Regions from separate parts of the Mus musculus genome. Here region 1 is linked to region 2. The links are chromatin contacts, called in public HiChIP or PLAC-seq maps. All regions are on one chromosome and are shown on one strand. Each heading gives the region's core, a stretch centred on a gene start, on an enhancer-like site or on the middle of the called end of the contact. The rest is flanking DNA. Distances are from core to core; before and after follow the strand shown. Region 1 holds the start of Efcab8 (EF-hand calcium binding domain 8). Region 2 holds the start of Pofut1 (protein O-fucosyltransferase 1).

Region 1 (5,066 bases), core at 1,810-4,309, 540 kb before region 2:
CAGGGCTGCCAGATAGAAGGCCAGACTGGGCTTCTAATGAAACCCTAGCTCTGTGTGCCTTTAATCCCTGCACTCTGAAGGCAGAGGCAGGCAGATCTGTGTGAGTTGGAGGCCAGCCTGCTCTACATAGTGAGTTCTAGACCAGCTAGAGATATACAGTGAGACAATACATTAAAACAAAAACAAAACAAAACAGTAGGGTTGGAGTTGATTATCAGTCAGCACTACTATCCTTGCCTAGTTTACTCAAGGACTGGGGTCCATCCTTAATATGGGGGGTGGGGGGATGAGGAGAGGAGGGGTGGGAAGAGGAACCTGCTTGTTAGGCTCGTCTAAGTTATCACTTGGTCCTACACATATCTAAGTTTGCAAGCCTGGTGCAGAAGCTAGCAGACCTATGCTGGTGACATTTTGGAAGGCAGTGGACTGGTAAATGACATTTGTGTGGCTCCCATTGTGATCTCCCCTCACTCACTGTTATGTTCTTACCTTTTGAGGTTTGGGGCTCTCTCCTGGCTTCTCAGAAGACATTAGTCTTGGCCTAAAATGGATAATCACAGTTGCTTTAACACAAGTCCACAGACCTGACCTAGCCAAGCCACAGAAAGTTGGAAATGGTCAAAGGAGATGATGGTTGCCCCTTGTCCACAGCTACTCCTAGTATTTCATGAGTGCCCCCTTTCCCACAGACATTTTCCATAAGTTTACAGTGGAGCCTTCCTGAATTGATGGAAAGAAACTGGCCCACTGAAGCCATGAAGATTACTAGCTTAAATCCAGAATTTGTAGAATCCAGGGACTTCTCAAGCCATGTGGAGGTCCCAAAAGCCATTCACTACCGAGAGAAGCAGATCCAGAGGTAGACACACATCTAAAGTGGAGGCACAACCCTCCACTGCATACACCCTCCCAACCCCCTCCAGGGCCCTTGGGGGCAGGACCTTCTCCAGTGAGATGAGATAAGAACTCATGGAGAGAGCCATGTTTCTAATGAGAAGTCAAGATATTGGGGCACCAGACCCGCAGGGTCCCCAGATCTGATGAGAGTTGGGAGGCATTCTCAGAGAACAAAACAGACAGCAGGGAAGGAGAAGAGAATGTCATACCCACGGGACTGACACGTAAGCCGTGTGGACCCTGGACCACAGGGTTCCTAGGAGGCATCAGGGAGAGAGGGAAATGAAGAGAAAAGAGTGAGAAGAAAAACATAATACAAGATCCTTACCATCTGGCTCTAAATGGGAAGAAGAGCAGTAGGCACATGAGAAAGGGCAGTGGGGAGGGGAACCGGCCCAGGTCTTCCCCCGTGCTGTCTTGACATCGAAAGTAAGGACAACTAAGAGAAAAGGCAGAAACTTCTCCAGAAAGAGGAGCATGGAGGGACGAGGGCATGAAGCAAGCTGTGACGACTCATCTAGAAATAAAACGCAAATCTCTAGAAATCTGAGGACTCATAAGCTTAGGGTATAGATACATTTAAAGAATAGAAAAAGGAAACACAAGAGACAGGATGTGGTACTGGAAAAAGAGCCACGGAAAACGGCAGAAACCTAATGCAAAAGTGTATCTAAAGTACATTTCTGTTAACTATATGAATTGTATTGGCCTTGAAAGGGACCTGGCAGGGCTGGAGAGATGGCTCAGCAGTTAAAAACTCCCGCAGAGGAGCTGCACTCAATTCCTAGCAGCCAAGATGGCAACCCACAACCGACTGTAACTACTGTTCTAGAGGATCTGATGTTCTCCTCTGACCTCCTTAGGCACTACACCCACAATACATAGACATACATGCCGATAAAACACTCACACATAGCTGGGTGGTGGTGGCGCATGCCCTTAATCCCAGTATTTGGGAGGCAGAGGCTGGTGGATTTCTGAGTTCGAGGCCAGCCTGATCTACAAAGTGAGTTCCAGGACAGCCAGGGCTACACAGAGAAACCCTGTCTCGAAAAAACAAACAAAACAAAGACACTCACACATGTCAAATAAATTTTAAAAAATAAAAAGACCTGGGGAAATATGCCATAAGGTTAATGGCAGTTATCTGGGCAGGTGTAGAAGTGGGGGCACCTGTCAAATATGCATTCCTCTAACACACAGAAGGGGGAGAAGGAAAGAAAAAAGAAAGATTTTTTTTTTCAGGCTGGGACAACCAACTACCTCTTCAAAACAGAACAAAGGAAGAAGGTGGCCCTTGCACCCTTGTTCATCAACATCTACCCTCCAGCTCACTCTATGGCAGTGAAAAGGGGGGAGGGTCCTACCTTCCCTTAAACCAAGGTGGCCCGTAATGCAACCCATTGAACTGGGGTCCTCCTTCCCCACAGAGTACCTTGAGGAAGGGAATGCAGACAGAACCAGATGGTTGTGAACTCTGAAGGAAAAACAAACAAGTGTCCGGAAGTAGTTTGTAAGAGAATGAAAAAAAAAAAAAAAAAGGAATACAAATCTGGGGAAGTGGGGAAGAAGGTGGGGAAGAGAAGGAGATGGGATAGGGCTAGCTCCTAGCTATGAGAATACCACAGGATGAAGGGAAATAACCCAGCAGTACGGAAGTTGGGGGGGGGGGGTGTGGCGGAGTGCCCCAGCATGCCTTAGGCAGCTGTCGCAGGAAACCGGACCTAAACTGGATGGTGGGTAATATTCGCCAACATCTGTCACTGCACTAGGTTCCAAATCCCGAGTGAAGGGAAGATAGGTAGGCCCCAATCTGTCCTTCTTCCTGTACCCCCAAAGGACTTGCCCGTCCTAGTTTAAGGCACTAGGTAAGGTAGGGCGGAAGTGGCTGATAGCTCCAGCTGGTGACAGTTTGGCCGGGGACATCCTGAGGTCTAAGCACTATCTGCCCTTTCCAGCCTGCTGCAGATGCCAGTTCAGACCTTGGAAGAACGGAAATACGGTTTGGAGTCCTTTTAGGAACAGGGAGCGCACTCCCAAGCTCCTCTACGAGAATCAAGGAAGGATAACAGAGCAGAAGCAAAGGGGGGCACAGAGAACAATGTCTCCAGGGGAAGGGCTCAGAAGGCACAGCTGTGCGAGATGAGACGTTAACCTCGTCTGGGAAAGACAAATGTGCGCGTGGGTAGGACAGGCGCTGAAATTGCGGCTGGAGGAAAACTACTCTCCACGTGGCCGAAGCGGCAACTGGTTGGCGAGAGTAGGTGGGAGGGGCGAGGCTATGGTAGGCGGGGCCAGAGGCAGGCGGCTAGCAGGGGTAGCACCCGGGATAGGGGAGCGAGGGAAGGCGGGGTTTCTCCTGCTCCTTCGCCTAGGACTACAGCGATTTGGTTTCTACTAACACCTCTAGTTTTGGAATTTTTCCCTTTGTCTTCTCCCTGGAGCTGAAGTGGATTTCCAGGTCTTGGCCAGGCCCTAGTTTTTAACCCCCTTTTGGTTGGACAGAGATCTCTTTAGTGTTGGCACTTTGCTGGGCTTCGTCTCACGCCTAAGCAGCACGGTTGCCAGACTCACCCAAGGCCTGCTTCTCATTTCCAACCTTTTCCTGTTTGGAGGTCCAAAGCTGGCTGGGCTTTGATTTCTACTTCCACTCGCTCATCTTCCTGCTCTGTGGAGCCACACAGTGCACACTGGTGATCCCTTGAGTTGGTGATCAAGGATAAGGAGTGTCCTGGTTCTGCCTACCAAAGGCTAAAAGCAAATGCAGGGCCTTTCTAGGAGCTGCCAGTAACAGGAGTGGACCCATTAGATCTAGGCTTTAGTTTTGTTTTTTAAATTTTATTTATTGTTTGTATGAGTACACTGTCGCTCTCTTCAAACACACCAGAAGAGAGCATCGGATCCCATTATATAGACGGCTGTGAGCACCAATGTGGTCCTGGGAATTGAACTCGGGATCTCTAGAAGAGTAGTCGGTGCTCTTAACTCTCCAGCCATGGTTTTGTTTTTTAATACAAGGTCTCATGGAGCCCAGGTGATTTGAACTTCCTATATAAATAGCCAAGGATGGCCATGTATGACTTGATACTCTTCCCTTCCACCTCCCTGTTATTAGACGCGTTCTCACGACCGGCCAGGAAGAACACCACAGACCAGAATCTTCTGCGGCAAAGCTTTATTTCTTACATCTTCAGGAGCCAGGGTGCAGGAAGCAAGAGAGCAAGAAGCAAGAGAGCAAGAAGCAAGAGAGCAAGAAGCAAGAGAGAGAAGCAAGAGCAAGAGAGAGAGAAAACGAAACCCCGTCCCTCTTAAGGAGCATTCTCCTTCGCCTCGGACGTGTCACTCCCTGATTGGCTGCAGCCCATCGGCCGAGTTGACGTCACGGGGAAGGCAGAGCACAAGTAGTCATAAGATACCCTTGGCACATGCGCAGATTATTTGTTTACCACTTAGAACACAGGATGTCAGCGCCATCTTGTAACGGCGAATGTGGGGGCGGCTCCCAACACCTCCCAAGTGTTGGAACTACGTATGTGTACCACCACACCCACAATCTAATTTTTAATTGAAAAAAAAAAAAAAAGGTCATAGCAATCATTAAGATTTAAAAATGCCCCTTTGCCTTGGGCAGTAGTACTGAGTCTTAGTGCTCAGAGAACGGAATAGGGGGTTGACTCTGGGTGGCCACATCTCCTTAGCCTCTGGAATCTTCCATTAGTTAAGTAGGACACAGCCAGAGAAGACAAGGTAGGAAGGATTGCCCTAAAGTTCTGGGCCCAGGGCAGGCCCTTTTTGCCTAAATGTAACAGAATATTCTACAGATTCTGAGTAGAGTAGGGTTTTCCCCCCAGACAAGCGGACCTTGTCGAAATGGAGATTCTGAAGTTTGGGCCCCTTTTGGGGACAGGGGCATACTCCTATGTTAGGAAGTCAATCTGGATTCCCAGGTGTCAAAGGTTAACAGAGATTGGAGACTGCCGCCAAGAAACAAAACTTCTAAAAAAAAAAAAAAAAAGTCCACATGTGACTTGTATGAAGTCAGAATGTATATGTATACTTATTCTTCAAACTTCAAATGACTTCAGTGCCTTCACATTTTTCACTTTGTTTTGTTTTGAATTGTTGGGCATGGTTTTGCATGCCTTTAATTCTAGCAGTCAGGAAGCGGA
Region 2 (4,988 bases), core at 1,389-3,888:
GATTTCTGAGTTCGAGGCCAGCCTGGTCTACAAAGTGAGTGCCAGGTCAGCCAGGGCTACACAGAGAAACCCTGTCTCGAAAAAGCAAAAAAAAAAAAAAAAAAAAAAAAGATCTACTACCCACAGGCTGTGCAGTCTTTGGCAAGTTACCTAAGTTACCTCTCCTCTCTAGACCTTGGTTTCCTCGAGGATTAGCTATAGGAAAGATGAGCTAACCCTCATCTAGCGTTCAGACAATGCGGGGTACATGACAGGTGTTCGGTTAAAAAAAAAAAAAGCTAGTTATTGCTATTTCTAGGTAGAGAAGAGGACAACAGCAGATTGGAAGAAAACCCAGAGGCCTTGGAGTCAAGCAAGTCTGCAAGTGTGGGGAAGGATGGGCAAGGGTCTAGGTCAGCAGAAATACTCACGTTGGTGAAAGGAGGCTTGTGATGTTGGTATTCAATCCATGGAGGTACAGCCAAGGTGCGGTTCAGCAGCTTCGCAAATGCCAGGGAGCCCAAGAAGTGATCAGCCTGGTTCCCAAAGCGCCCTGGAAATGGTACATTGTGGGTAGAGTGGCCTGGGGCCTAATGGCATGGTGTACGAAGGGCTCAGCAAAGATGTGCATTCAAGACTGGGGAAGGCCAAGGAACAGTGAGCTAGCAACACTGGCACAGGAGAGAAAGTCCAGACTTCCAGGTTTGACATCTGAGGGCCTGTAGGTCCTGGTCCTTCTGCCACTGCCCCACCAGAGTCCATGCTGTTTCTCAAACATGTTATAATCATCCCCACTCTACCTGCCATCTTTGCCAGCAGTGTCCTCAGACCTGTCTCCACTCACTTGTACATGAAGGTGACCCTGATGCTTCATTTGCTAAGACACTTTTAAACAACTCCTATCCATTTCCTTTACTCTCAGCACGGCATTGAGGTTTGTTTTGTTTTGTTTTTTGAGACAGGATCTATATAGTCCTGGAACTTGTTCTGTAGACCAGTCTGTCATTGAACTTGTAACAATCTTCCTGCATGTTACCTCCACCTCTTACATGCTAGAATTACAGCTGTGAATCAGATTATGTATTTATGTGCTGGGTATTTAACCTAGTATCTCTGACATGCTGGGTAAATGCTTTACCATTTAGCTATAAACACTTCAGTCATTTATATGTCTGCTTTCATTTTCCAGCTTTTTGTATTGGCTGTCTATGCAGGCTGTGAATGCTTTAAACACAAAGGTCTATCTGGTTTTTGTTTGTTTTGTTTTGCCAGAGTCTCACTATGTAGCCCTGGCTACTCTGGAATTCTCTATGTGATCAGGTTGGCCTTAAACTCACAGAAATCCACCTGCCTCTGGCTTCTAGTGCTGAGATTAAAGTTGTATGCAAGCACATTTGGCTATCATCAATATGGCAGCCATTCATCCATTCCAGAAACACTGCAAGGCTGAAATGTGCCAGGTACTGTGCTAGATGTTATAATATAAAATCAGAAGGATAAGGTTTCTGTCCTCAAGGCATTCCATTCTAATTCAGGTTAGGAGACACTAAACATGAAAACAAATTCCTTATGGTATATTTTGATGATTGCAAGGGAAAAAATGAAAAGGTTTGGTGACAGGGAGACTCAGGAAATGACAAGTAGAGAGGTCAATGGAGTCCTCTTTGGTGACACGTATGTTGAGACTTCAAGGATGAGAAAGAGTTAGCAGAAATTATAGGAAGGTACTCCGAGAAGAATAGCTCATAGACCTTTATGTCTGTAAGCAATAGAAAGCCGGTTACTATGGCTGTAGCCAGAGGGCCATGGGAGAAGGGGTGTGGAGAAGAGTGGAGCCAATCTTGCAAGGTCAGGCCATCAGATGATGGCCATGGTCAGGAATGCAAGCTACTCAAGGATTGAGAGAAGGGATGGATTATATAATGATGATCCACGACTGCATTTAAGTTGCATCCCTCCGCTGGTTCTTAGGAGTCCTTGGTTATCTTTTATTACCCCAGTTTGAATCATCTTGTACAAATTCTGCACGCACTTAAAAACTTTTTATTGTCTGTCTTCCTAAAATGAAGAATCCTATGAGATTTATCTGTTTCATTCACCACCAGCACAGACAACAGCGCCTGGGACATTAAAAAAAAGGGGGGGGGGCATATAAATTCTTTGCTGAATGAATGCAAGAATTGCCACGAGACAGTGCGGGCAGGTCTTGTCCTACAAACTCCATCTACTGATCTGAGACTGATTAGACCTCGAGTGAGTCACTTAACTTCTCCCATCTGTCGAATGGCAAGTTGAACACCAATGGGTCCTCTGTACCCAGGCAAGTAGGGCAGGGAAGAACACAGGCCCTGCCCCTCTCTGGTGTTCTCCTCTGGACCTGAGAAGTCTCCGGGCGCCTCAGAGAAGTGGCTCCGCCTCCTCCGCCTCAGTTTCTCCGTTTAAGCAGAGGGTTCCGGAGGCCTTACCCATGCAGGGACAGTAGAGCAGGTAACCGGCCAGGTCCCAGGAGCCCGCTGACCGCCCGCGGAGCGGCAGCAACAGCAGCAGAAGCAGGAAAGACGCCCGCAGCAGCAGGTGTGGCGGTGCCCACGCGGCGGCGCCCATGTCGACGGCAGAGCCCCAGAGTGCCACGGCCCGGAGGCGGGGAGGGGGTGGGAGGGAAGAAGAGGCGCGAGTGGCCGCCCCGCTCCCAGTGCTCCCCGCGCGCCGCCCGCGCGCCGGCTGGGCCTCTCTAGCCCGCGGGCGGGCGGGACCATAGAGAGCCCGCGGCACCGCCCCCTCCACGACCCGAGCGCCCGCTCGCGCGGCTCCCACAATGCACCGCACAATGGCCCGACCGCCGCCACTACCGGGGCCTGAGCGGGCCTGGCGGAGCCCGAGCGCGGCCCGGCCCGCAGCGCGGGGTCCCGAGCGCAGTGAGTGCCGGCGAGGGTCCTGGGGGATGGTGGGGAGCGGGGCGGGAGGCCGTCGCGCTGCGCCCACACGCCCGGCTCTCGGAGCGGCGGCGCCCCTCACTTCGGGCCGCCCAGCGCGGTCGCCCACACCCCTGAGTAGGGGCCCCCTTTGCTCTAGCCGGGCCCCCGATAGGCCCCGTAGTGACGAAAACGTTCCCCGGACCTCAGACCTGTGCCCAGGGGACCGGAACAAGCCTTTCAGGCTCCCTCCATTCCTAGACCTGGAAACTCAGCCTGAGGGTCCCCTAGTCTGGACCCCCCAGACTCCCTGGAGACCCAGATAACACGCAGCTAACCTTCCTCGGGATCGCGGTCTGGGGGGCATAGATAAGCTGCACCTGTTCCCACCCTCGGACACGCCTACCCCGACCCACATAACCTTCCTTTTCCTGCTCCAAATAGTCTGCTCTAAGCTCTTTCGTTTTCCAGACTTTCATAAACCTGCTTTCAGGCTTTTCTGCAGTACCTCGGGCCGAAGAACCCAAAATAAAGCCCTAGCTGAAGTTCCCTTCCCAGTGATCATATTGTGGAAAGTTTAGGCATTTTCCTTCGGGAGGGTCCCATTTCTACACCCGTTTGAAATTCAGAGAACTCGCTCTTTCGACCTTTAGAATCTCCCTACCTCTTCCCCCCATGGGGTCTCTTAGAGACTCAAATAACGTGCTCGTAATTCTTTACCGTGCATGCTTGCTCTTCCCACCCCAGATCCTATTAGACTTTTTAGACTTACTATTGAATTCCCGTCTCTTGTCTCCACTCTTTACATCCACCTTCCAATTGTGGGGAGAATTTAACATTTCACACTACAAAATAGGGTAGTCTCTCCGCTGGCCTAAGGGCCAGACTTCCTACAACTTCAGCCCCATGCTTCAGTCCAGCTTGGAACAGATCGGGGTCGCGGGGGGGGGGGGGGGAGGGGGCGGTGGCGCGGTGGCGGGCCGCGTTCCTGGCCGTGTTGGGAGTTGGGGCTTTCACCTGCAAGCATACCGACTCCTGGCTTGTGTGTTTTTCCACCTGTCAGCCTGGGGCTGTGATAAGTCTGGCCTTGGGTTTCTAACCCTCTCCTCTTGGGGGAAAGGCTGCTAAGTTGCGGAGGGGTGGTAGGTGAAAATGAGGCCCGAGTGAGTTGCAGCCATTTGCTCCAGGCCTCCCCAGGGCTGGGAGGCAGCGGGAATCTGAGGAAATAGGGAATCAAAGGGACTCCAAAGAGGCCCATCTACACTGACAGAAGAACTACCAGCCCGAGAGTAAATCCTACCCCTGTTAATCCTGTTTGATGTTTCTTGGAATGATGCAAGTCACTGAGACTCTCAGGCCTCCCTGTAATTTAATTCTCCCACCATTCCGGGGTGTTGTGTGTGTGCGCGCGCGCGCTGGCCTTGGGAAGTGGGCAGCTCTTCCCATTCCTCCGTTCCTTCTTACTGTTTTCCAGCCAGCCAGAATGCTTTTGGATTGGTTTCTGATGTCCAGGTCAAGGCCTGTTTTGTTTTCTTTTCCCCTTTAATGCTATTTATAATTTCCCAGTTGCTATTTTAAGTTCTTTTGAGGGTAGATTCCACCTCCAAGAACCTTTCTGGGTGTGTTTCCTCCTAGGCAGGTGTTGAATTGAGTTCTTCAGAGCCCCAAGTAGCTCTTGGGCAGGAGGGATAAAAGCTATTTTAGGGTAGTCACTGAAGTGGAGCTGTTAATCCTCTGTGGGTCTCTTTAGTTAAGAACACTCAGAGATTAACCCTTTCTTTGCTGCAAAGCGAACCGGCTAGCTTAACAGTATTTGATGGGAGAGTTGGGAAAACTGGACTGTGGCAGCAGAAGGTGTGAACATGCAACTCAGTATAAAGACCAAGATAATAGCTTTCTTTTGCTGGGTACTTAGAGTAGGCCAAACCCATTGCTGAGCTTTTTGCATACCTGACTAAAATAATCCTTACAACCAGACTGTGAGGTAAGTATTTTTAGCTTTACAGATGAGGAAACAGGCTAATAATGGAGAAAGAACGCAGTTTCTATAGAGATGATGTAACACCATAAAAACTATAGTTTCATCAGAGGGCAACC

Evidence for each region. HiChIP or PLAC-seq counts read pairs in DNA pulled down with a chosen protein or histone mark.
Region 1: an H3K27ac HiChIP or PLAC-seq map of embryonic stem cells shows a contact between it and region 2, with 5 read pairs. The contact joins the promoter of Efcab8 here to the promoter of Pofut1 in region 2. A contact is called at or near these places in 2 of 39 promoter capture datasets (hippocampal neurons and liver) and 1 of 115 datasets of contacts at active chromatin or transcription factors (embryonic stem cells).

What each region holds. Positions count from the first base shown.
Region 1 is chr2:153,777,239-153,782,304 of GRCm38.p6, reverse strand. It overlaps Efcab8 (EF-hand calcium binding domain 8), which reads right to left and starts at 3,059. Exons shown (of 29, transcript NM_001370916.1): 1 at 2,880-3,059; 2 at 2,333-2,374; 3 at 1,226-1,414; 4 at 490-541. The coding sequence starts at 1,392.
Region 2 is chr2:153,239,182-153,244,169 of GRCm38.p6, reverse strand. It overlaps Pofut1 (protein O-fucosyltransferase 1), which reads right to left and starts at 2,638. Exons shown (of 7, transcript NM_080463.3): 1 at 2,445-2,638; 2 at 411-532. The coding sequence starts at 2,583. It overlaps Plagl2 (pleiomorphic adenoma gene-like 2), which reads left to right and starts at 2,812. Exons shown (of 3, transcript NM_018807.5): 1 at 2,812-2,894.